3 separate regions of the Zea mays genome follow, and all the other regions are linked to region 1. The links are chromatin contacts, called in public Hi-C maps. All regions are on one chromosome and are shown on one strand. The core of a region is the stretch at or near the end of the contact, and the rest is flanking DNA. Distances in the headings are between cores, read along the strand shown. Region 1 holds the start of LOC103637660 (ARF guanine-nucleotide exchange factor GNOM). Region 2 holds the start of LOC103637659 (expansin-B2). Region 3 has its middle 65 kb from the start of LOC542566.

What was found. A called contact is a pair of places that touch in the nucleus more often than the background predicts.
Region 2: a contact with region 1 is called in a Hi-C map of ear, with 2.2 times the contacts expected there. The contact joins the promoter of LOC103637659 here to the promoter of LOC103637660 in region 1. A contact is called at or near these places in 2 of 25 Hi-C or Micro-C datasets (ear and leaf).
Region 3: a Hi-C map of leaf shows a contact between it and region 1, with 6 times the contacts expected there. The contact joins the enhancer-like site here to the promoter of LOC103637660 in region 1. A contact is called at or near these places in 3 of 25 Hi-C or Micro-C datasets (leaf and tassel).

Annotation. Positions count from the first base shown.
Region 1 is chr1:92,882,351-92,886,905 of Zm-B73-REFERENCE-NAM-5.0, reverse strand. It overlaps LOC103637660 (ARF guanine-nucleotide exchange factor GNOM), which reads right to left and starts at 1,780. Exons shown (of 2, transcript XM_008660175.3): 1 at 755-1,780; 2 at 1-408. The coding sequence starts at 1,492.
Region 2 is chr1:92,746,717-92,751,481 of Zm-B73-REFERENCE-NAM-5.0, reverse strand. It overlaps LOC103637659 (expansin-B2), which reads right to left and starts at 3,291. Exons shown (of 2, transcript XM_008660168.1): 1 at 3,001-3,291; 2 at 1,959-2,860. The coding sequence starts at 3,196. The coding sequence ends at 2,235.
Region 3 is chr1:93,051,089-93,055,759 of Zm-B73-REFERENCE-NAM-5.0, reverse strand. No RefSeq gene overlaps it. Among protein-coding and RNA genes, the nearest start is that of LOC542566, 65 kb to the right of the region's middle. Within about 2 kb of position 1,544, at least 6 of the 20 cell types and tissues checked have an H3K27ac peak or open chromatin away from gene starts, as enhancers often do. A contact at or near this core is called in leaf, where this site is marked.

The sequences.
Region 1 (4,555 bases), core at 531-3,030:
CACAGTCGACAGGATCAGAGGGCTCATTGACAAGCCAAAATGCATTAGATTGCGGAACAATTCATCCTGTACAAATGCTAAAAGTTTTTGATGTCTGTGTATAGACGAAGCCGAAAACTCAATAGCCGAATTAATCAACCCCAGAGCAAAGAGCGGCACATCCTCATCAAAGTCAATTGGACTCATCCTTGGGTTCAACTCAATGTCTTCTGCTATGTTCAAGAGGGAGCACAAGAATTGCAATATCTCTACCATACAAGGAACCCCAAAGGGCTCCATCAAGTCTTTGTCTTGCATAACACCAGAACCGTCTCCCACTTCATCGCCAGAGCTGTTCAAACATACGTAGTCACTCTTCCCGTTCTCAGTCTCCTCAGCACCCAAACATGGGTTCTTGCAACCAGCAACCTACGTAACAATGCTACCACAAAATTAATAAAATTCATTTAGTAAGGAAGATATGAGCCTTCCAAGTTCCTACTAACAAAAGCTTGGTTACAAACTAACAAAAGCTGATCTTAGTGTCAGAATGTGAGTATTTGCAATGTGGTCGTATTGCTCAAATGACAAAAAATGTTAAAGATAAAAAGGACAAAAAAACTAGAACATTTCACTTGTTTACACTTCAGACCAATGCACATGAGCATAGTAGGAGTAAGTTGAGTTATTATGCTGAGGGAGGAATGGTATTGCAACAATTTCCATGTTCATCAGCACAGCAAAGTAAAATACTGAGTATAACAATGCACCATACCTGCTCGTCGGACAACAAGGTGACATTGATGTCCGGCAGGCGGGCAAAGACAGTTCGTATAACCTCCTGCATTGTCTGGCGGGAGACACGCTGCAGTAGCTCCCCCTTGGTTCCAGCCTGCTGCACGACGCGGAAACATGTGTTGACGATCGTGCAGACGTGGCGGTTGGCAAGCGCCGGTGCTGCACGGCTGCGCACGCAGGCTAGCAGCACTTGCAGGACCCTTGCCAGGACGGCCTCCTCGGACGCCGGGTCGGTGACTTCAAAGCGGCAAGCCGTGACGGCGTCGACGACGGCGGCCATGGCCCCGGCGGCGCCTGGTGCGCCGGGCCCGACGACATCAAGGGTGAGGATCTTGTGCAACGACGAGAGCGCAGCACCCGTGATGGGCGCCCCAGTCTCGTCGGAGCAGACGATATCGAGGAAGGGTCGGAGGTAGAGGAGCGGCTCAACGCCCGCCCAACTACCCTGGCCCCAAGCGGCAGCGCGGCGGCGGAGAACCTTGAGCCCCGCAACGAGCGGGTGGTCAAGGTGCTCGTCGTCGCCCGCGCCACCGTCGCCGCCGCCGTAGCGGACGCCAGCCCAGCGGACGTTGCGGCGCATGACAGCGAGCACCGTGGCGGCCTCTGACGCTAGCACACACGCCATAGCCAGTCGCGGCGCCCCGTGATCGGATCCCGCCCCCGCGACGGCTCCGGATCCTGCGCCTGATGGCGATGCTGCCCTGACCCCGCCCATGGATCCGAGCGAGCGCGCGGGGTCGGGGTGCAGCTACGACGGCGAGGGCATTTGGGAATTGAGATCTGAGAGAAGGGGCACGTTGAGATCTGGGCGTGGTGTGGTGTACTGCGAGCCAAGGGCTGGATCTGGAAGAATTCCTAGTGAATCGTGAGGGTTTCTTTGTTTGTTTTTTTTCTTTTTACAATAAAAATACAGGTTTTGGGCGGGTTTTGTTTGGCCCAACAGTTTTTCCCAGCCTTTTGATCGAAAAAATTGCTGTGAATTACATCTCAAACTTCACTAAGCTATCCCCGTTTGGACTTTGGATCAAGAAACTAATTTTTAGTCCCATTATATGGATGTTTGAATACTGGTTGCATATATTAAATATAGTTTAATTATAAAACTAATAACTACATATAAAAGTTAAATGATAGGACGAGTCTATTAAACATAATTAGTGTAAGAATTCGCTCCTATGATGATATAGTATACATTCGTCTCTTTGTTTTAGTTTCATCTATAAAATTACTTTTATAATTAGAATATATTTGATATTTATAATTGACATTCAAACTACCGATGTGGCACAAACTCTATTTTAGTCAGAAACCAAACACATGTTTGCAACCAAAACTTTGTATTCAATTTTACTAAAGGTCATACATCCTACTATATTAGTAGCAACTACCAAAAGAAAACTAACCGATAGTTTTTACACAAATGTAATGTATTAGCTAATCTATTAGTTAAATCGTGTTTGAATCTTATATTTTTAGAGTTATTCCTTCAATACAATGGTTTTTTAGTTATTTTATTTAAGTATCTATTCTAAATTCATTCGAGTTTATTGAGAAGAATAATAACATGGATCGACAAGAAAAGTTATGAAAATATATTTCATCACTTATCTTATAAAGTTTATTTTTGGAAATAATATTGAGCTTTTCTACCGTTGGTCAAGCTTTATGGTAATTGAAAATCCATTATATTTCGATATAAGAAGAGTATTAGGGCTTGTTTGAATCCATGGTGCTATAGTTTATCACTACACTTTTAGCTAAGCTTTAGTATTTGAAGATCCAAACAGTAGTGCTAAAAGGTAGTAAAAGTGAAGTACTAAACTTTAGCATCAATTAGTAATTTAGCCCCTCCAAGAGATACTAAGCGAGCTAAAAGTGGTCTAGAGTGAGGATAAGGCATCGCCAACCCCTCGCTCGCTCTCTCTCCCACCTCGCATTAGTTAGAGGTATGAATGTCTTTCTATATCCATATACTTAACTTTATCACTTGCATCCAAACACTCCTCATGTGCTAAACTTTAGCTCTCCATTTGAGAGAGTTAAAATTTAGCACCCTGCTAAAATTTAGCACATGTGATCCAAATAGACCGTTAGTATTTAGTTTGGGAAGTGTAACACCCTAAAGTTCAATCTTGTGAAAATAAGGAAAATTACCCAAAGGTTTTAAATCAAAACACCTTTCCTTAAAAATATTCATAATTTCGGAGTTACTACTCCCAAAATTAATATAAATATTTTTTTAAAAGACATCTAGATAAACTAAATTATCCTTGGATTCAAATTATATAGAAGAATTATGATTAAACTATTTCTTAATATATAATCTACAATATAAATTATATTTCCCTAAAATTCATAAGATGTGAACTATTCTCTATTTTATGATTGGAATCATGTATAAAAGAACTAAAATAAAACAAATATATAAAAAATATAGTTTTCATTCATGCTGGTGTTTTATTTGTGCATCTAAAAGTAAAAGTTTGGAATTTAAACTTGAGTTTGATTTGAATTTAAAATAGAAATCAGAAAAAAAAAATAAGACTTACCTCGAGTCTGGGCTAGAACCTCCCCTTCAGCCCAACTCTCCTCAGCGCGCCGTGTGGGCCAAACCCACTTCGCGGCCCATCCTCACACGCGGTTGCGCTCTGCACCCATCACCGCCAAGTGGGCCCCATTGCGCGGCCCACTTCTTCACCTTCTCTCTTCCATCACTAGGTCGCTGTCGGGTGGGTCCGGGGAGTCAGCCCCTCACTGTGGCCTCACGCAAGCGCACCAGTCGCTGACGTGTGGGACCCAATGCTCGGGGCCTTCTTACTCTGGAGTCTGTTGTGAGGAGTTCGCCGCGATGTGGTGATCCGAGCGGGTTGTTGGGGATTAGCCTAATCCTTCGGATGGGGACCCTTGGGGCATAAAACTCGAGCGCCAATCCCTATGTCCATGAGCCGAGCTAGAACAGGGTGATGCTGAAATGAGAGCCCAGTTATCGTGGGAGTGCCGCGGGTCGCCTCCATTGAATACTCGCCCAACGGCCTCCGTGCCTGGCGCACCTGCGCGCGGCCTACTGACCTTAAAGACTGGGCGTATCGTTGACCCGTGAGAAGGAGGGAGAGGGAAACTCATGCCAAAGCCGCTGCGGTGCTTGCCGGGGCTGGTCGTCCTCATCAGACATCGCAGGCGGCCATCATCCTGGTCACCATCTCGATCTTCGGTACGTCACCTTCATGTGAGTCTTGTACCCGTGTAACATGCGTCTTTGCTACTGCAGTGGTTGGTCACCTATTCGCCGTGGGCCGTGATCGCCGGTGTGCTCATCGCCGTGGGGGGCTATCGGCGTCAGGCGGCCATGAAGAGAGAGAAAGGACGATAGGAGGGTGTAAGGAGGAAGAAATGTAGGGGTCGTTGGATCGTGGGCATGTGGCCACGATTAAAATGTGATAACGATTCAGCCAGATTCAATCTGGATCGTCGATCGATGTTCACGTTGGAGATTAGATCATGCCATAGTATATGTTGGGCCCGTACCGTTTCGGGCGAGTGTTTTAGGGACATTGATATCTGATCGGACAGATCCAGATCAATCTCGGTGTCTTAAAATCCTAAGCACTGAATTGGAATCCGACGGATAGCGTTGCGTACCGGTTCGATAAGGTGAAGATTTAATCTAGGTCGCGTGTTTCGGATCTAATGGCTCAGATCAGTGCGTACCCCTTGGCCCCTAGAAGTTCACAAAATCAACCCGCCATCCCTCCACTATAGAAAGAAATAGCAGTTAGGC
Region 2 (4,765 bases), core at 2,042-4,541, 140 kb after region 1:
GTGACTTGCAGAATGCAACATGATCAGCAGGAGATTCTTTACGGTACCAAGCCCAATGCTAGTGCCAGTAAAAGGGTTGGGTATCTCAACCCAATACTTATATCCGAGGAAAGCCACACTTTTAGAATCGGGAAAGACAACGATGAAATACGGGGAAAGACGGACGAAGAAGTTGAGAAGCGTATAAAGGATATGAAGAAGGATTTTGAAGCTCGATACGCCACCTACATAGGACATGCAATGCTTCAATTTCAAGACAGGGAAGCCATAATGGCCCCGTACAACTTTAAGTAAGTGTGATTTTGCATAAATAAAATTAATAATTTCAATACACATGCATCACAAATTTGATTCGTACAGGGACCACTGGATATGCTTCCTCATTTATCCTAAGGTTGGAAAGGTGCTGGTGCTCGACTCCTTGAACTTCGACCCTTCGACATATGCAACATTCCTCAGCATCTTAGAGTTGTAAGCCTTTTCTATGCATGCATACTTTTATCGATTAAAATTTGAGAATAACATGGTGATTTTATTTGAGATCACAGGGCTTATAGATTCTATAAGATGAGAGGTGGAAAGTACGACCTGTCGAAAAAACTCGTGCCACTAGACATCCATCATCACTGGCCGGTAAGTATGTGATTTTATGAATACATATCATACACAATGTTGCAACTAAATAACCAATCTCCTGTTATGTAGTGCCACAAGCAACCACAAGGATCGGTCCTATGTGGATTCTATGCGTGCGAGTTCATGAGAGTGAACGGACGATACATCACGAACCCTGACAAGGTATTATTAGTAATAGTCAAGTATGTATTTATGTCATTAAAGATGCAAATGTGTTATTATTGAGTATAAATAGATGATGTTTATAAAATTCCTTTACAGCAATTTCAACGAGGAAACCCGGAGAACTTGTCCGAAGCTGCATTGTATGGCATAGTCGAGGACCTCTGCACATTCATATTGAAAGAGGTCATTCCCGCAGAAGGAAAATATCACGATGCTTCCGGAACATTAGCTTTGCCAGAGTTTAGAATACTAACAGAAATTAGTAGATTATCTCTTAGCCGAGATAGTTATTAGAGCTTAGGTGAAAACTTATGATGTATAGAATGCATGAAGCATATATGGTTGTAAACAGAATACTTTGATGTATATAAATGTATGATAGAATTTAATTTCATGTTGCTTTCAATATCAATATAGATCTATATATATATGTTTGTGTGTGTGTAAATAAATATATATATAATTCAGTATTGTTTGAAATTTTGAAAAAAGGCGGGAAAACTTCCACTGGCGGCTAAATAAAGAAAACCGCCAGTGAAAAGTGCATTTCCACTGGTGGTTTGCTTTATAAAACCGCCAGTGGAAATGCATTTTCACTGGCGGTTTTCTTTATTCAGCCGCCAGTGAAAATGCACTTTTCACTCGCGGTTCCTTAAGAAAACCGCCAGTGAAAATGCACTTTTCACTGGCGGTTCCAAAATAACCGCCAGTGGAAATGCTGATTTCCACTGACCCCTAGCACTGGCGGTACTGAAAAATGCCAGTGTAAATAGGTTTAGAACCGCCACTATAGAGCTTCTGTGTACTAGTGCATATAAATTTTTTCTTCATCCGAGTTTATATAGAAAAAATGTGAATTTATGACAATATCACGCAAAAAAATGGTACACGCAACCCGGATACCCGTATCCGACCTAAATATTCAGTTATTTATCTAGTAGCTCTGGCTCTATATCCTATCCAAGATGCACTTTTCAGATAGTACACGTATCCATCCTGAATATAGAATAACTGAATCCATATAAAAACATGTATTTATACTATCCCGTAGTTATATGCCCAACTCGTTTTTATCTCCAATCCGGCGGGCCTGAAGATACACACGACGATAAGACGGAACTGAAACTCGCCGAAGCCATTGCATAAAGAATTTGCAATAATCACACAAAAAACCCCTTATAAATAGGCGTAATCACGTTACATATGAGAACTATAGCAGTGACTGATTAAGGGCTTATTTGAAACCATCCAATTTTTAAGAAACTAATTTATAGAAATGTTCCAAACATATCAGTTTATGTCTCAGTTTATAAAAATTGGATTCACAGTTTCTTAAAAACTAAGAAGCTGATCTCTCTTAGCTAAGAAAAATAAAAACTGATTTTTTAAAAACTAAGTTGCTTCTAAACATGTCCTGAGATTAAATTACGCGGTCAAGTGAACTGGACGTTGGAGCGGTAGTCGGTGTTGGGCCTCCAGTTTGCCGGAATAATATTGTTGGCCACCAGCGTCCCGCCGGACTCGCTGCGGACGCGCATGGAGAAGGGGCCCTTGAGCGGGCGGGCAGAGTCCAGCCGCCAAACGGACCCCCACGAGCGGCGCATAGGCATCCAGTGGCCCGAGCTGGACTCCATCGCGTCCATCTGCGCCACGGTGCCGGCCTTGTTGGCGTACTCCACCAGCACCGCCAGGTAGTTAGGGTTGGAGCCCGCCTCCACGTGGAAGTTGAGGGTCAGCCCCGGGTGGTTGCAGGCCACCCTCCTGAACTGGATGTCGATGATGCCGGCGTGGCGGAGCCTGTCGTTGAGACCGGGCCTCGCCATGGAGCCGAACGCCGTGCCGCTGAGGTCGAAGTGGTACTTGGCCACCGGGTAGTAGTTCTTGTCCGTGATCATCACCGTCCTGACCTCGCCGGAGCAGGCCGGGTTGTTCTTGGCGGTGCACCTTACCTGGTAGCATGCGCCGCAGCCCTGGCCGTCCTGGAACAGGGGCTGGTTGCCGCACGACGTCATGGACATGAACGGGTACCGGTTGGTGTTCTTGAACCCGCACGCGCCGCCTGCAGAACCGATCGGTCGGGTCGGTGCAAGCATCACAAACAGACATTAATTGACGTACGTGTTAGGCGGCGGCGCAAGCGCAACGCAACGCAGGCATGCAATGCACGGCCGCTAGGCAGGCACTGGCGCTTATGCGTACCGTTGTCGTCGGGGCCGGCGCCGTTGGGCGCGCCATACCAGGTGGCCTTGGCCGCCAGCCAACCGCCTTCGCTGGAGCTACCGCGGAGCTGGCGGACGGCGGAGGTGCGGTTCGCCACCGATTGTGCGACGGCGACAGGATGCGCGACAGCAAGCACGGCGAGGAGCGCAACAAGTGCAGCTGCCAGGGCGGCCATCGCGCGCAGCTCGTGTATGTATAGCAGCAGCAGAAAATTGCTAACAACAACCTTGTGTGTGCATGCGTTTGACTGCTTGTGTTAATTTAGATGGTCGAAAGGGACGAGATTGCCTGTGTATTTATAGTCGGCCGCCGGGCAAGCAGGGATAGAGTATGAGCAGTTCGCGGCACCAATAGTCGTCGCCACATCGGACATGCCGTGTTTAGAGGTACGAGATCCACATGGCCACCGTACCGAAAGCTAATCATGGTGGAATGGATTACTCAGTCATAGTGCACATGCAGGTTAGGGATCGCTCAGCTCGTGTACCGTACGCCGGTGCGGTGCCTGACCTCTGAGGCAGTTATCGGCGTGAAAGTGGGTCCTACACTACTAGCTGCGGTGCTGCGGCCAGGGTTGCCATTACCCAGAATTCGGATCGGGATGCAAATCAAAGCTGCATGCAAACTAGACGAAGATCCAACTCCAGATTAATTAGATTGACCCGTTCGCAATCCAGAGACCCGTTCGCTCGCAAGCAACTGAAAACCAACGATGGGTATCATTCGTCAAAGAAGAGTTTTTAACTAAGAGCAACTCCAATAGTTATGTAAATTTTAGCTCTCTAAATCACATATTTAAGAAGTTGCTAAATGGCTTTTAGAGTAAAAAAATGTGAGTTCTCCAATAGTTCTCTAAATATAGGTTGTAATTTTGTTTTGTATTTATCCACATAAAAAATAAGTTACAAAAACTATATAATGCAGTCAACATTTTTGTTTAGGGAGTTGTTAAATGGTTGCCAAATGTAGAGAGAAAATGAGGTTAGATGACAAGTTGTTAAATTTAGAAAGTTCGTTTAGAGAACTGTTGAAGAATAGTTTTTATGTTAACTACCTAAATTATTAATTTAGAAAGTCTTTTAGAGAACTACTGGAGTTGCTCTAAGAGATCACTCGACGAGATCAATTAGCACGGGGGTATTTTTTGGGTTTCTTAAATAAGTTTAATTCTTAAATAAATTTAAAGAATTAGAAATGCATTTTCAAAGTTCGTGAATGTAAATGACATCCCTCGATAAGTTCGGAACCGCCCGTGCATTTTACTCATTAGTTAAAGTTTTAGAATCTCTCACAGAAACCAACCTCGAAGGCAAAAGATCAAAATACACCCTACCTGATGAGTAGAGATATGTAGATGTATTTCGAAAAAGAGAAAGGTGTAATAATAAGAAAATAGAAATGTGCATTACAAAGTGAGAAAGTCAATCACTTTCGAACAAAATTTAAATACTATAAGAGCATCTCCAAGAGTTCTAATGTGGCCCTATTTTAAAATATAGGGCTCGAAACCATAAAACGCTCTCCAACAACGGTCCTATAATTACAGTCATTTTTTTTAGATTTTTAGACGGAGGGAATACTCAATTATAAGGACCATGTGGCCTTGACATTGGATAATTAATTTAGCTACTCTAAGTTCACTACAAGAAAATCGTACATTTTTTTACGGCCACAATTATTTTCGACGGCATATCTAAAGATCATAAAAAATAAATTATTTTTTGACTAGTGGAGTAGCTAGCAT
Region 3 (4,671 bases), core at 295-2,794, 170 kb before region 1:
GTTAGGTTACATATATGTTACATTTTTATAAGAATATAATTAGTAAACTTGGTAGTTTGTGCAGTGAATGTGGATGTTGGTTATTTTGTAATTTTGTTATCTAGTTTTTTGGTGACTGTGGATGTCAACCTTCGTGTTGGTCATCTGTTAGTGAATGTGCATGTCATCAATCGTGTTGTCCATTTGTTTGCAGGTTTTAGAAGCATCCCCGTATAGGGGAGGTGCTGTCGAAATTTTTACTAAAAGTAATATGTTTTTTGTAGATATGAGGCTGCACGACTCCACCTGTGCCACCGGTACCTTGTCTCCACCGCAACCTCAGGTATACCTTGTTTTCACAAAGTATTCTTTGATTATATAACTCTGTTTGATGTGGTCATTTAATAGTTAGTATATAGTTATAAGTTAGTAACTAGCTATTACTTATTTATTGCTTAGTAAGTATTTAGGCATTAGTAGATTAGTAGATGGGGATAGTAATTAGTTAGGCATTAGTTGATAGTGTTAGTGAGGTACCATCTTTAATGGTTATTGAGTTATGAATTCGTGTTTGCAATAGATGGACACCCTAGTGACACTATACCATGGAGGAAGCGTGGATGACGATGTTTATGAGAATGTTAGTTTTGATAGAATGAAGAAGGTGACGGTTATGTTCGATGAAAGGCCCTGTTTTGGCCAGATTTTCGCTAGGGATTGTGAGGAGATTAGTTGCAATTTAAACGACCCTGGCATATTGATTGAGGGCTTATTGTCCCATGTTGCATCTGGGGCAGTATTCCGAAGGTTGATCTACATAGGCTCTAAAGATGACTGGGTGAAATATGTCAAAATTGTGATGACGATTGTTCTTCCATGTTTGGATGTGGTCGTTCGAAAGTTATCATTTGATCATTGCGATGCGTCAGTCGGATTATCTTCATAAATGCTAAATGCATCTTCTAGTGAAGCTCCTTTGCCTGAACTTCTACTTCTGGAAGAAGTGGTTGTTGTGCCAAATGCTCAATCGGCCCCAAACGAGATTGAGATTTCTCGTCCAGTTCGTGGCATGGATGTGCTAGGCACAGAAAGCTGCACGTCCACGCTCACTGGGAAGTAGACTGATCAGCTGTAGGAGGATGCCATTGAAGCTCATCTACTGTTGACGGACTGATGATTGGCATTGTGCAGCAGTGGTTCATGGGGACATCATTTCATCTCGCTCTAGCGGTTGTCTGACATTGGTGCCCTGGTTCCTAAAAAAATAGAGAATCATATATGTTTTTATTCATTAATAACTAGAATATAGGACTGTATGTTACATCGCGAGACCATCTATTGAAGTGAGCCATATTTTTCCTGGCCAAACTTTGTCGTGGCTAGCTACATCTGTCCTTGTATTTTCAATGCTTCAGAACGCAGTTGCTAATTGGCTGGGGCTGTTTCCTATACGTTAGTCGTCAGGGCCCGTTTTCCCTTTCCAGTGCTTGTTCTCTATTCGTTATGGACTTTATGGTCGTATGAATGCCAAAAAGGGCCCATTATTTTGTTTCCAGTGAGCATATGAATGCCAAAAAGGGCCCATTATTTTGTTTCCAGTGAGCATACGGATGCATGATGCCACACCCAGCCCAACTAGTATTGTTCTTGGTTGGCTACTCTGTTTTCGGTCGTTTAGAGCAAGTTTAATAATACAACTAATAGCAGTTTTTATGTTATCATATCACATATATATAACAAATTATAGTAAAAATCTACTTATATAATAACTCCCTCCTGACACAAGATATATATTTAATACTTCATCAACCTCTCTCATACACAGAGCCTTGAGTCATGCAACACACTCTAAATTGGCTGCTAATGGTCAATCCGTTTTTTATCTCTTTCTTTCACATTACATCTTTTACAACCGTCTATATCAACTTATTATACTTGCTTTTATATTAGTGCCTTTTGAGTTAATCCTCTTCTACCTATTAGGATGTTGGCAATTGATTCTGCGCTAACTTCATAGTTTTGCCTATGGATTTGTGAAACCACTTTCTGGAGCTATGCAACACATGTAACTGCATGTTCATAGTTTTTTCATGTGAACTGATTTCTGATTCACATGTAGACCAATATATTCTCATTGTGAGTTTCTGATTTATTCTGGCAATATAATTCGAGAAAATGACGTACTACAATTTGGTTGATTATAATGACCTTTGAAACTAACTTTTTTCAACTATTGCGTAGTCATTCAATTCTGGTATTGTATATCTGAAGCCATATTCCATATTTTTCAAGAATTTTATTTTTAGTATGCTGTATCTTCTTGCCTCATATTGTAACTATATTAACCCGTGTCTATAGTAATTTTGCTCATATTAGTAATATGATGTTAATTGGTGTTGCATTTTTCATGTTCATTCGTGGGCTTAAATATCATAACCCATTAAAAAATGGACAAAATACGCTTGTGAAATTTTAGAATTTTTGCACATGGAATTTAAGGTCACTTCGTATAAAAATTCTAACATCTCGCTGATGTTTGATTCCAGATACTAAAGTTTAGTCCATATCATATTGATTGTTTGAATGTCTATTACAAATATTAAATATAGTATAATTATAAAACTAACTACACAGTTGAAGACTAAACACGAGGACAAATTCATTAAGCCTAATTAATTTGTAATTAGCAAATGTTTACTGTAGCATCACAGGAGCAAATTATGAACTAATTATGTTTAATAGGTTCATCTTATCGTTTAGTTCTCGTCTATATAATTAGTTTTATTATTAGACTATATTTAATACTTCTAAATAACATCCAAATATTCGATGTGACGGACTAAAACTTAGCGGAACCAAACAACTAAGGGCAATGAACTCTTCTAGGACAACTCAACGTCATCAACATGGCCAACACTCTTGATCAACTTCTCATTCTTATATCGGACTATCATCATCCTTTTGAATCCACTTCTTCCATGCATCAGAACTATTGAAACTGATTTTAGTCCCATATCGATTTATCCACTGGTAAGTTGGTTTGTTTGGTAGAGCTCTACCATTATAAAAAAGTGAAACTAAATTTAGGATTTATCTAAATCCAGTGTGGAGCAGCTTCACCCTTTGAGATTCATCGAAGTTGCAAGGAAAATAGAGTTCAACCCATTTGATTAACGGATTTTAGTTTCATGATCAGTATAATCATTTAGATTAATGTTGTATATATTTATAGTACAAAGAATGTAGCATGGACTTGGATGAAGGCGACATGATGATCAAGAAGATCAACACCTCAATGCAAAGCATTGAAAGACTCATTGAAGATTTATGTAGAACATACAAGGTTCAAAGGCATAAACCAAAGAAGCCTAAACGAAGAAATATTGAAAGTCGTCTAGAGGGGGGTGAATAGGCGAAACCTAAAAATTATAAACTTTGAACACGCACTTCACCCGGGGTTAGGGTTAGAAATAAATAATCTTGAATTCGGAGTGCGGAAGATAGTTTCTCTTGCTATGAGCTGCTCAATTAATGCAGATAACTTTTGGAGCTAACTCAAAATAATATGAGCAAGAGAACTTTAGAGAGAGGAGAGGGAAAAAACAAATCGAGTGATGAAGATCAACACAAATGAACACGGTGATTTGTTTCCCGAGGTTCGGTTCCAAGGAACCTACTCCTCGTTGAGGAGGTCACAAAGGTCGGGTCTATTCCAACCCTTTCCCTCTCTCAATCGGTCACTTAGACCGATCGAGCGCTTATTCTTAATCACAAGGGTCACTAAGAACCCGCGCAAGGATTACCACACAAGTAGGTGTCTCTCGCTTGCTTTACAAACCACTTAAGAAGTTTAGAGTGAGAAGAAGAAAGCAATCCAAGCAAAAAGAGCAACAAAAGAAACATGAATCACCCTCTCTCAAGTCACTAAGCACTTGATTTGATTTTGGAGCTTGGAGAGGATTTGATCCTTTGATTGTGTCTTGGAGTGTATGTATTTGCTCTAGTATTGAATGAGAAGGTTGGAAGGCATGGATGGCTTGAATGGAGGTGGTTGGGGGTATTTATAACCTCCAACCACTTCCTAGCTGTTGGCTGACTTTGCTATGATGGGCACACTGGACAGTCCGGTGGTGCACCAGACTTGGCATTGTTTATTGTCCGGTGCGTGCCACGTCAGCCGACCATTGGGGTTTGGAGCTATTGACCATTGAAGTTCTTTGTCCTTTTGCGGCACCGGACAGTTCGGTGGCACACCAGACAGTCCGGTGCATCCTAACTTTGTAGACAAGCTCTGACTTCTGACGGTCAGACTATACTGCAGTCAACCGTTGGCGAAGTTGACCTTTGCTCCGGACAGTCCGGTGGCACACCGGACAGTCTGGTGAATTATACTGGAGTTGCTCTGAGAAAACCCGAGAGCAGCCAGTTCGTGAGGTGCTTCAGCCTGGGCACCGGACTGTGTCCGGTGCGCCACAGACTACGCCAAATCTTGTATGCTCCAAACTTTGTAGAATTCCCGAAATCAATTTGTTGCCTGATAATTGTGAAATCTATGCACCCAATAAAAACATTAACTAGGCAAACTAGTTAGTCCATATGGTTTGTGATGGACGTTAAACACCAAAATTGATTATAGGAAATGTTGAGGCCATTTCCCTTTCAATCTCCCCCTTTTTGGTGATTGATGCCAAC